2 separate regions of the Mus musculus genome follow, and region 2 is linked to region 1. A link is a contact called in public HiChIP or PLAC-seq data. All regions are on one chromosome and are shown on one strand. The core of a region is the stretch at or near the end of the contact, and the rest is flanking DNA. Distances in the headings are between cores, read along the strand shown.

Region 1 (3,751 bases), core at 588-3,087:
CTTTGTAGACCAGGCTGGCCTCGAACTCAGAAATCCGCCTGCCTCTGCCTCCCGAGTGGTACTGTGCCGTTTTAAAACAAAATGTGGCATGGAGATAATAGCTTAATGAATAGAGTGCTCATCTTTTCTGCATGAATGTCTGAGTTCAGTCCCATGCACTGCTTCATCCAGGTGGGCTGACAAATCAGGGAATCAGAAGAGTAAAGTCACCCATGGGTGTGCAGAGCAAGTTCGAGGTCAGTCTGAGTGAGCTACATGGAACCTTGTCTTAGTAATCATAAAAATTAAAATAATCATAAAAATTAAAAACAGTAGACCTAATCATAAAAGTGATGTGAAAGATACACATTTGCATCTATGCTGTTAGAACAACATTGGTACAAACTGTAACAACTAACGTGAGAAATGTGCTTCTTGAGTGGATGGCTAATAAGATAACCCATAGGTCACCAATCCCTTCCATGTATCAATACATTCTTCCATGAATGGCTTTAATTTTTTTTTTTAATCTTTGAAGACAGGAAGTAAAAAAGATATCCCAGAATTTTGTACTTTGGATAAAGAGCTTTCTGATCAAGGGGGAAAATGAAGTTTGATAGAACTTTTTTTTTTCTTTTTTTTTTAAGATTAGCCAACAGTAGAATGTCAATTCAAGTTCTTAAAACCTTTCATGTCTGAGCCATGTTAAGTTTTATAGATGGCTTTCTGTGTGTCACACCTAAGTAGGGAAGTCAGGATATATCTACAGAGAGAAAGATCTGTGAAAGAAGCCAATGTTCTAGTGTAATTCTAAGGACAGTCCTTTGTGGGGAGGGGGACAGTGGGGAGGGATAGATAATAGCAAGGGATGAAGGAGGAAATGTAGGCATCTTGAGACAGAGCTTAGTCCATTTGGGCTACAGTAACAAGTACCGGAACATGAGTAGCTTGCATATAGCAGGAAGTTATTTCTCTCAGTGCTGGGGCCTAGGAAGTCCAAGCTCAAGGCCGCTGCAGACTGGGTGTCTGGTAAGGGCCCACTTCCTTTATAAGTTAACGTCTTGTCCTTTATAAGTGCTACTTTGTCACCACAACTTCCCATAGTAGAAGGGCAAGGCCTATTGACTGAAGGCACTAGTTGCATTCAGGAGGTTCAGAGTCATGATCTTGCCACCTCCCATAGGGCCCTGCCCTCTACTTGAACTATGGGAGTTTTAGGAGAGTCACAAACACTCAGACCATAGCAGTGGAGAAGCTGAGAAAATTACTTAGGTAACCGTGAGAGTACCCCAAGTTATTTTGTGTTCTAGTTTTAATCCTTCCCAAAAGAACAACCCTCTGATGTGCTAAGCAAGCAGTAATTATGTTTGTTCCTCCATAGAAGGGAAGGCTTGAGAGGGATAAAGATATAATTCTACTGGGCTGGAGGGATGGAACAGAGGGTTGCAGGCCAAGAACACAGGCCATGGGAGCATCTGGAAGTTTATCCTGTAATCTGATTCTTGCTTCAGAGCCAGTGACCTGAAGTCAGTGTCCCTTTAGAAAGTCCACATGTGAAATTCAAGACCACGTACTATGCAAAGCATTTCTGTTTGTAAAAGAGAGCATTTCCATACATGGGTACTTGAATTTCCTTTAACTTGAGGCCCTGCCTGTATTCCATTAAGTGTGCTTAAATTCATGGAATTATTTTTAGATCTCACAGAACATTTTTTTTTATCCTTGCAAGAGAATATCCTCAGAGTTCTTCCTTGAGAATCATAATTCATAACTCACCAAGTGATTTACATGCTCGGTATTTGTCACAACTGTATGCTCATTTCCTCCTCAGCCTAGTGTTTATAACTGTGAGCCTTGTGATGGATGAAATAAAACAGCATTTTCCTCCAGTGACTCAGAGTTTTCGAGAGTGAGTGTGTGCTCTCCAGAGTGCTGGATTTTTCCTTGGGAGTAGTTCCGTGTTTGCACATGTACAAGAAGGTTGAGGAGTGGGAAGGGGAGGCTAATCCATTGTGTATATATCCTCTCTAAGTCATCCCTCAGGCCAGATCTGCCAATGGGGGAGGAGTTGGTTAATTTACCACAAGGTATCTGTCTTAGCTGTTTACTTACCCTGCCCCTTTGTTCACTGACAGTCATCTGTTTGATTGTTCATTCCAGAAACTGAATAGAAAATGCTCTTGAAATTACTGACACTATATGTCAGAAGTGATAAATCGTGTCAACGTGTAAACAGAGACCAGGTCACCAGTGACTCAGTGGGTGAGGCAGGGGTTTATGACCCTTCCCTCTGAAAGGACAACGGTGCTTAGCCTTTCCCGAGATGCTATGTGACTCCTGTTCATATTAGCTTCAACGTTATGTCATTGAAAGATTACAGTCTCAGGAAAACACTACACTAAAAAAAATTACCACTGTCAAGGGAGTGGCGAATAACTAACCGTAGAGATTGTTTGAATGACTATGTCAGAATTGTGTTGTTGTCAAGCAATGTGTCATGTATTAGCTCTCCTAGGCACTGCCGACAGCCATAGAAATGCAGAAATACCAGTGTTATGGAAGCAGTCAGTCAAGAGGGGGAAACTCGAGGGATTAATATATAGTTGCCATTTGTTATTAGTCTGTTTAATTATTTTCTAGCTCCTCAGTTGTTGAATGAAGGAAAGTGGTGTGGTCAGAGAAGGAAAGAGGCTTCTTAAATGGCTCACAATGCACACTTCAGAAGTTAGGACTCACAGAGTCCCAGCTGAGGGGCTGACTTAACGCTGAGGGGTTGGGGCTGCAGTATAGCTCCAGAGTAAAGTTCTCCCCTAGCACACTTGAGGCCTTGAGCTCCATTCCCAGACACCCGGCCCCAAAGCCAAGGGGGTGGCTGTATCTGCAACTAAGTTGTCTACAGATCTTTATGTGAACAGGCTATGAAAACAGAAAAGCAACTTTTGTTTGCCAGGCTCAATCTTCATAAGCCAGTGTTCCGTAATTCTGAATCCCGTCGAGCAACATTCTGAAGGCTATTAAGTTGAGACTTTTTGTCTTTTTTTTTTATTCTCATTCTTATTCTTAGCATACTCGGATGTATATAGAAATCTCTGGAATGTAGGAGGAGTGACATTCCATAGGACACCCCCACCCCCCACCCTTCCACAATAAGTGTCCATTGCAAAGGAGATACCAGGGAAGCAGATGATTTTATTTGCATTTCCTTCTTTGTTTTGCTGTTGGACCTCATCACAGAGTAAAGAATTGCTTGCTTGGGGGATGAATTGTTAAATAGAATTTTTTTTTCACTATTTCAAAATACTGCTCTGTGACAGCGATTAATGATTAATTACCCAAGCTTGCATTAATGGGAAAACATTGTAGTATTAAATTATTACGCTGTCTGGCATTGTATTAGTGAATAAAAAGAATGAATGCATACTGGTGGAGATTTAGAAGCAGAATCGCAGAATCATATCATCAGCGTGCTTGTCAAAGTTGAGTTTCTTTTCTATTGCTTTGTTGGATAGAGACATTTCTAATGCTTTGGTGGACAGAGACATAGCTAGCTATCTCTGCAGTGTGTGTCCTATTAACTGAAAAGTGCTCAGTATTAGATTCCAGGGTAATGTGAAGGAGTTCTGGTACATTTAACTTCCACCCAGTCATTCCACTCTGGTAACAAAGCAATCAGTCATGGGCACGAATGAGTTACCAGTAAGAAATAGTCAATTATTTGGTTGAGCTCCTTGGCACCCTTTGTATGTGAAACGGTATGGGTTAGAGGCCATCT
Region 2 (3,751 bases), core at 869-3,368, 74 kb after region 1:
TTGATGGCACACACATTCTTTTTTATACACTATATAACTTAACTGTTTTTATACTCATTATGAACTCAACCTGCAGTAAAAAGGCATTTTTAGGTCTATTAACATTTATAGGCGTTACTCAATTTCTTTATATTAATTTGTTCTTGAGGTAGGTAATTATCTCTAGTGACTACATTCCAATATCACCATGGTGCTAGCGTTCCTTGAAGAGTAATAAACGTTAAGTGAAACTGGACAAAGTTTCACTTGTTTCAAGTGTTTGTTTCAAGGCAGAGAGTTTCAAAATAATCTAAGTTATCTAAAACTTGCTATATTGCCAAAGATGACCTTGAAATTCTGATCTTCCTGCCTCTACCTCCTAACTGCCGGGACTGCAAGCATGAGTTATGACTGACTCCTGAGGAGGGTATATATTTGTGTGTGTGTATGTGTGTGTGTATAGGGATGCACGTGAGAGTGTGAGAGTGCTGGTGACCTTGGTGGCCTGAAGAGAGCATCAGGTGCCCAGTGCTAGAGTTACTGGCGTTGTTTATTACCTGTGTTGCTGCTCCTTCATCTTGCAACAGGCATTGGAAGCTTGTAGACTATTTGAGAAGGACCAAGTGCTGAGAGCAAAATATACTGATTTTTCTGTAAAAAATCTGTATTTATAGAGCCCTAGTGGAAAAACTAATTTCTCTGTGGAACTATTCATCCAGAGTATTTTATAAGAATTGAGAGAAAATAAATGCTCAAAATGATAAAATACCATTTATGAAGTAGTGCTTGCTTTGTGAGAGTTCTCTGGTGACATTAAACAAGAAAGATATTTAGCATTTGTTTCTGACACATTGTGAGGATGAAATTCATGCAACTAGCTATGTTTCTATTCTAACTATGATTAGAATAGAGGAATATTTCATCATGATGAGAATAATTGCCTTCTGCTCTATCTATCTATCCATGTTTTTCAAAATACTTTTCCTGCATTTAGCTACCCTGGTGCATTACAAAAAAATAGGGTTATAAAGTTTCGTTGTTATTTTTTGTTTTTGTTTTTCTATTGTAAGAAATTGGTAGCCCTTTAGGTCTGGGCAGAAACTCAGTTGGTTCAATGCTTGCCATGCAAGGGTGGGAATGAGTCTGATCCCTCAAATTCATGCAATAATGTGGAGTGTGGTGATATGCATATGTTAGCCCAGCACTGGGGAGGCTAAGACAGTAGGATTCCTGGGCCCTGGCCAGCCAGTATAACCTGCTAGGCTAACTCCTGACGAACAAGATATCCTGTTTTGGTCTCAAGAACCATAAAACAATCAAACAAACGCCAGGTGGACATCTCTTAAAAAACAATACTGGAGATTGGCCTCTGGCCTCTGCACACATATCCCTGCATGTGCTTGAACACTCGCACACATATGTGCACCCACACCTGTGTGCTGCATGTGTACAGGAACACAGAAGAGTAGTTCTGGACTCAACACTTTTTGCATGAGGTAACTGAGTTAGTAGTTGAGATATTGCCATTTACACAGATTGTGCTAGAAGTTGGAGAATGACTCATTTACCAGAGAGCATAATTGTCTGAGACTGGAGAGCACATCGGTCCTTGCTGTGGGGGAGAGTAAAGCTCTGGTGGGGTAATTGCAAGTTGTTTTGGGTACAAGGGAAACCTGGCTTCCCAGTCATTTGAACTAAGGACGTATGCAGTTAGAAGGTTCAAGGGACATGGAATTGTGGACTAGTGTTCTTTACAGCCTTCCTCACTTTTTATGGCACTGACTCAGGATGAGTGATTTCAGCGCAGTCTGTGCCTCTTTAAAGGATGTTTGCGCTCACCGATGTCAGAGTCAGTGTGGTCAGAAGACTTTTTTTTTTTTTTTTTTGTAGATAAGACTGTGGTTGTAGTTCTATTATCCCATTACCTGGTGAGAATAGACAGGAGAGGCATGCCAATCTATCATTTGTTTGGTATCAGTTCTTTTAAAATGTAAGGCATGATGTGGTCGACTGTACTTTCCCAGTTCCCTGACAGTGATAATGCCAACCGGAAATCGCAATGAAACCACACTCACTAAGAGCTGTTGTATTTGAGTCAGATTGTAATTTGCAGATGACTCATTTGTGGGGGACCTATCAGGGTGAAGTCCTTAGGCTGCTGGGACAGACTGGGCGATTTACAACGGTCACATAGTTACTAATCAGTCACTTTAACATTTATAAGATCAGAAGTCATTTGTGATTTACACTGATGTTTCCAAAAGTATGGAGTTATGTGTGTTTGAAAAGCCTGATGCATCTAAAGACTGACTTTAAAATGTCAGTCTCATAGCCTGAGACAGAGCCTGCTGGCTAAGCTTGGTAACAGCAGGAGGAAGGTAGTCCCTGGCCATGTTCACACCAGGACGTTAAGATTAACAATGGTGGAGTGAAATCTCTTTACTGGCCATTCTTGGCACTTCAAACACTCGTCAGACAATTGACTCAGGAACTGAAGGATCTGATTTAAGCAGAAGTCTGCTTGAAACAGCTGCTAGTTATTTGTTCCAAGCACTTGCCAACTTTCTTTCACATGTTGAAAGTATTATGATAAATGTTAAGGCAATAATAACACTTACAAACATCACATCATTATTGTCTGACATCGTGTTTCCATTTTGGCTGTTTCTAATACTGTCTGCTCATCTACCTGCTTTTACTTAACCATTTGAAGATGAATTCAGGTAACACACCTCAATCTTATGTTCTCAGTGTCTATTTCTTAAAAAGTAAAAATGTTTCTCTGTCTAGCTTTAATTTGTACTCTAAAAAGCTCATCAATATCCATTGTCATTTAATATTGAATCTTTTTCCTAATGGTCTCTCAACTATTTTTTAAAAGTTAAAACATGATTTAATCAATGATTCTGTAGCTGTGATTAGTTAAATCACTTTGTGCTTCTGGAAGGTTGTGTGAGAATGAAAGACACACTCACGAGCGTGCGTGCGCGCGCGCGCGCACACACACACACACACACACACACACACACACACACACACACACACCAGTTAATTTTAATATGCCTTTAGGAGGCCTGATTGCCAGCATCTTATATCTAGGTTTTATAATGAGTAAAAATAAATAAATTCTGTAATGTACATACTCACTGATCTTTATAATAACAAAATTCTTTTTTTTTCTTTTTTTGACGGTTGATGGGGTTATAAAATGTCATTCTTAACTTATGTTTAACACAAAGCACCCCAGATATTTCCTGGAGAGAATAAGACATCCTAAAGATTTGTCTACCTTTGAGGTGTCAACATTAAAATATTTTTCTTTGATTTCTTTCATCCCCCCTCCCATTCTCTGTCTATCTCCTCTCTCTCTACACCCCCCCCCCACACACACCACTGACCAGCATTTCAAGGCTACTGTAATTTTGTTTTATTAGTATTTTCATCTTATGTTTTGGTTATACAACTTTGTTAATAATTTTAGGTATTTTCTTATTATATGAAATTTCGAATACCCCCTTATTATACAGTTTGTGGAGAAAAAAAAGATATACTTTTCATGGGTTTTGTTTTCTTCTTCTTTTGGTGAACAGGAAAACCCTGTCAACTTACCCTTCTTATTAATCAGAGCTTTTGCATCCCTGCAACTTCATGTCCATTTTCTGATCTTTGTACCATGTTTCCTTCAGGCACTTGAAGATTCCAGCTGCCTGAAAAGAAGTGGCCGGGACAGTGGCTACGGGGACATCTGGTGTCCTGACAGAGGAGAATTTCC

The links. HiChIP or PLAC-seq counts read pairs in DNA pulled down with a chosen protein or histone mark.
Region 2: a contact with region 1 is called in a KLF4 HiChIP or PLAC-seq map of embryonic fibroblasts, with 15 read pairs. The contact joins two enhancer-like sites. A contact is called at or near these places in 12 of 484 Hi-C or Micro-C datasets (the 3T3-L1 cell line, the C2C12 cell line, MC3T3-E1-derived osteoblasts and 5 more), 5 of 115 datasets of contacts at active chromatin or transcription factors (embryonic fibroblasts, embryonic stem cells, extraembryonic endoderm stem cells and 2 more) and 2 of 9 other capture datasets (adipose tissue and pancreatic islet).

What each region holds. Positions count from the first base shown.
Region 1 is chr14:101,803,239-101,806,989 of GRCm38.p6, forward strand. The region is part of intron 2 of Lmo7 (LIM domain only 7); the gene reads left to right. Among named protein-coding and RNA genes, the nearest start is that of Lmo7, 75 kb to the left of the region's middle. Within about 2 kb of position 1,838, at least 85 of the 459 cell types and tissues checked have an H3K27ac peak or open chromatin away from gene starts, as enhancers often do. A contact at or near this core is called in the C2C12 cell line, adipose-derived mesenchymal stem cells, embryonic fibroblasts and 2 more, where this site is marked.
Region 2 is chr14:101,877,138-101,880,888 of GRCm38.p6, forward strand. Lmo7 (LIM domain only 7) reads left to right here. Exons shown (of 31, transcript NM_201529.2): 7 at 3,666-3,751. Among named protein-coding and RNA genes, the nearest start is that of Lmo7, 150 kb to the left of the region's middle. Within about 2 kb of position 2,119, at least 79 of the 459 cell types and tissues checked have an H3K27ac peak or open chromatin away from gene starts, as enhancers often do. A contact at or near this core is called in the C2C12 cell line, adipose-derived mesenchymal stem cells, embryonic fibroblasts and 2 more, where this site is marked.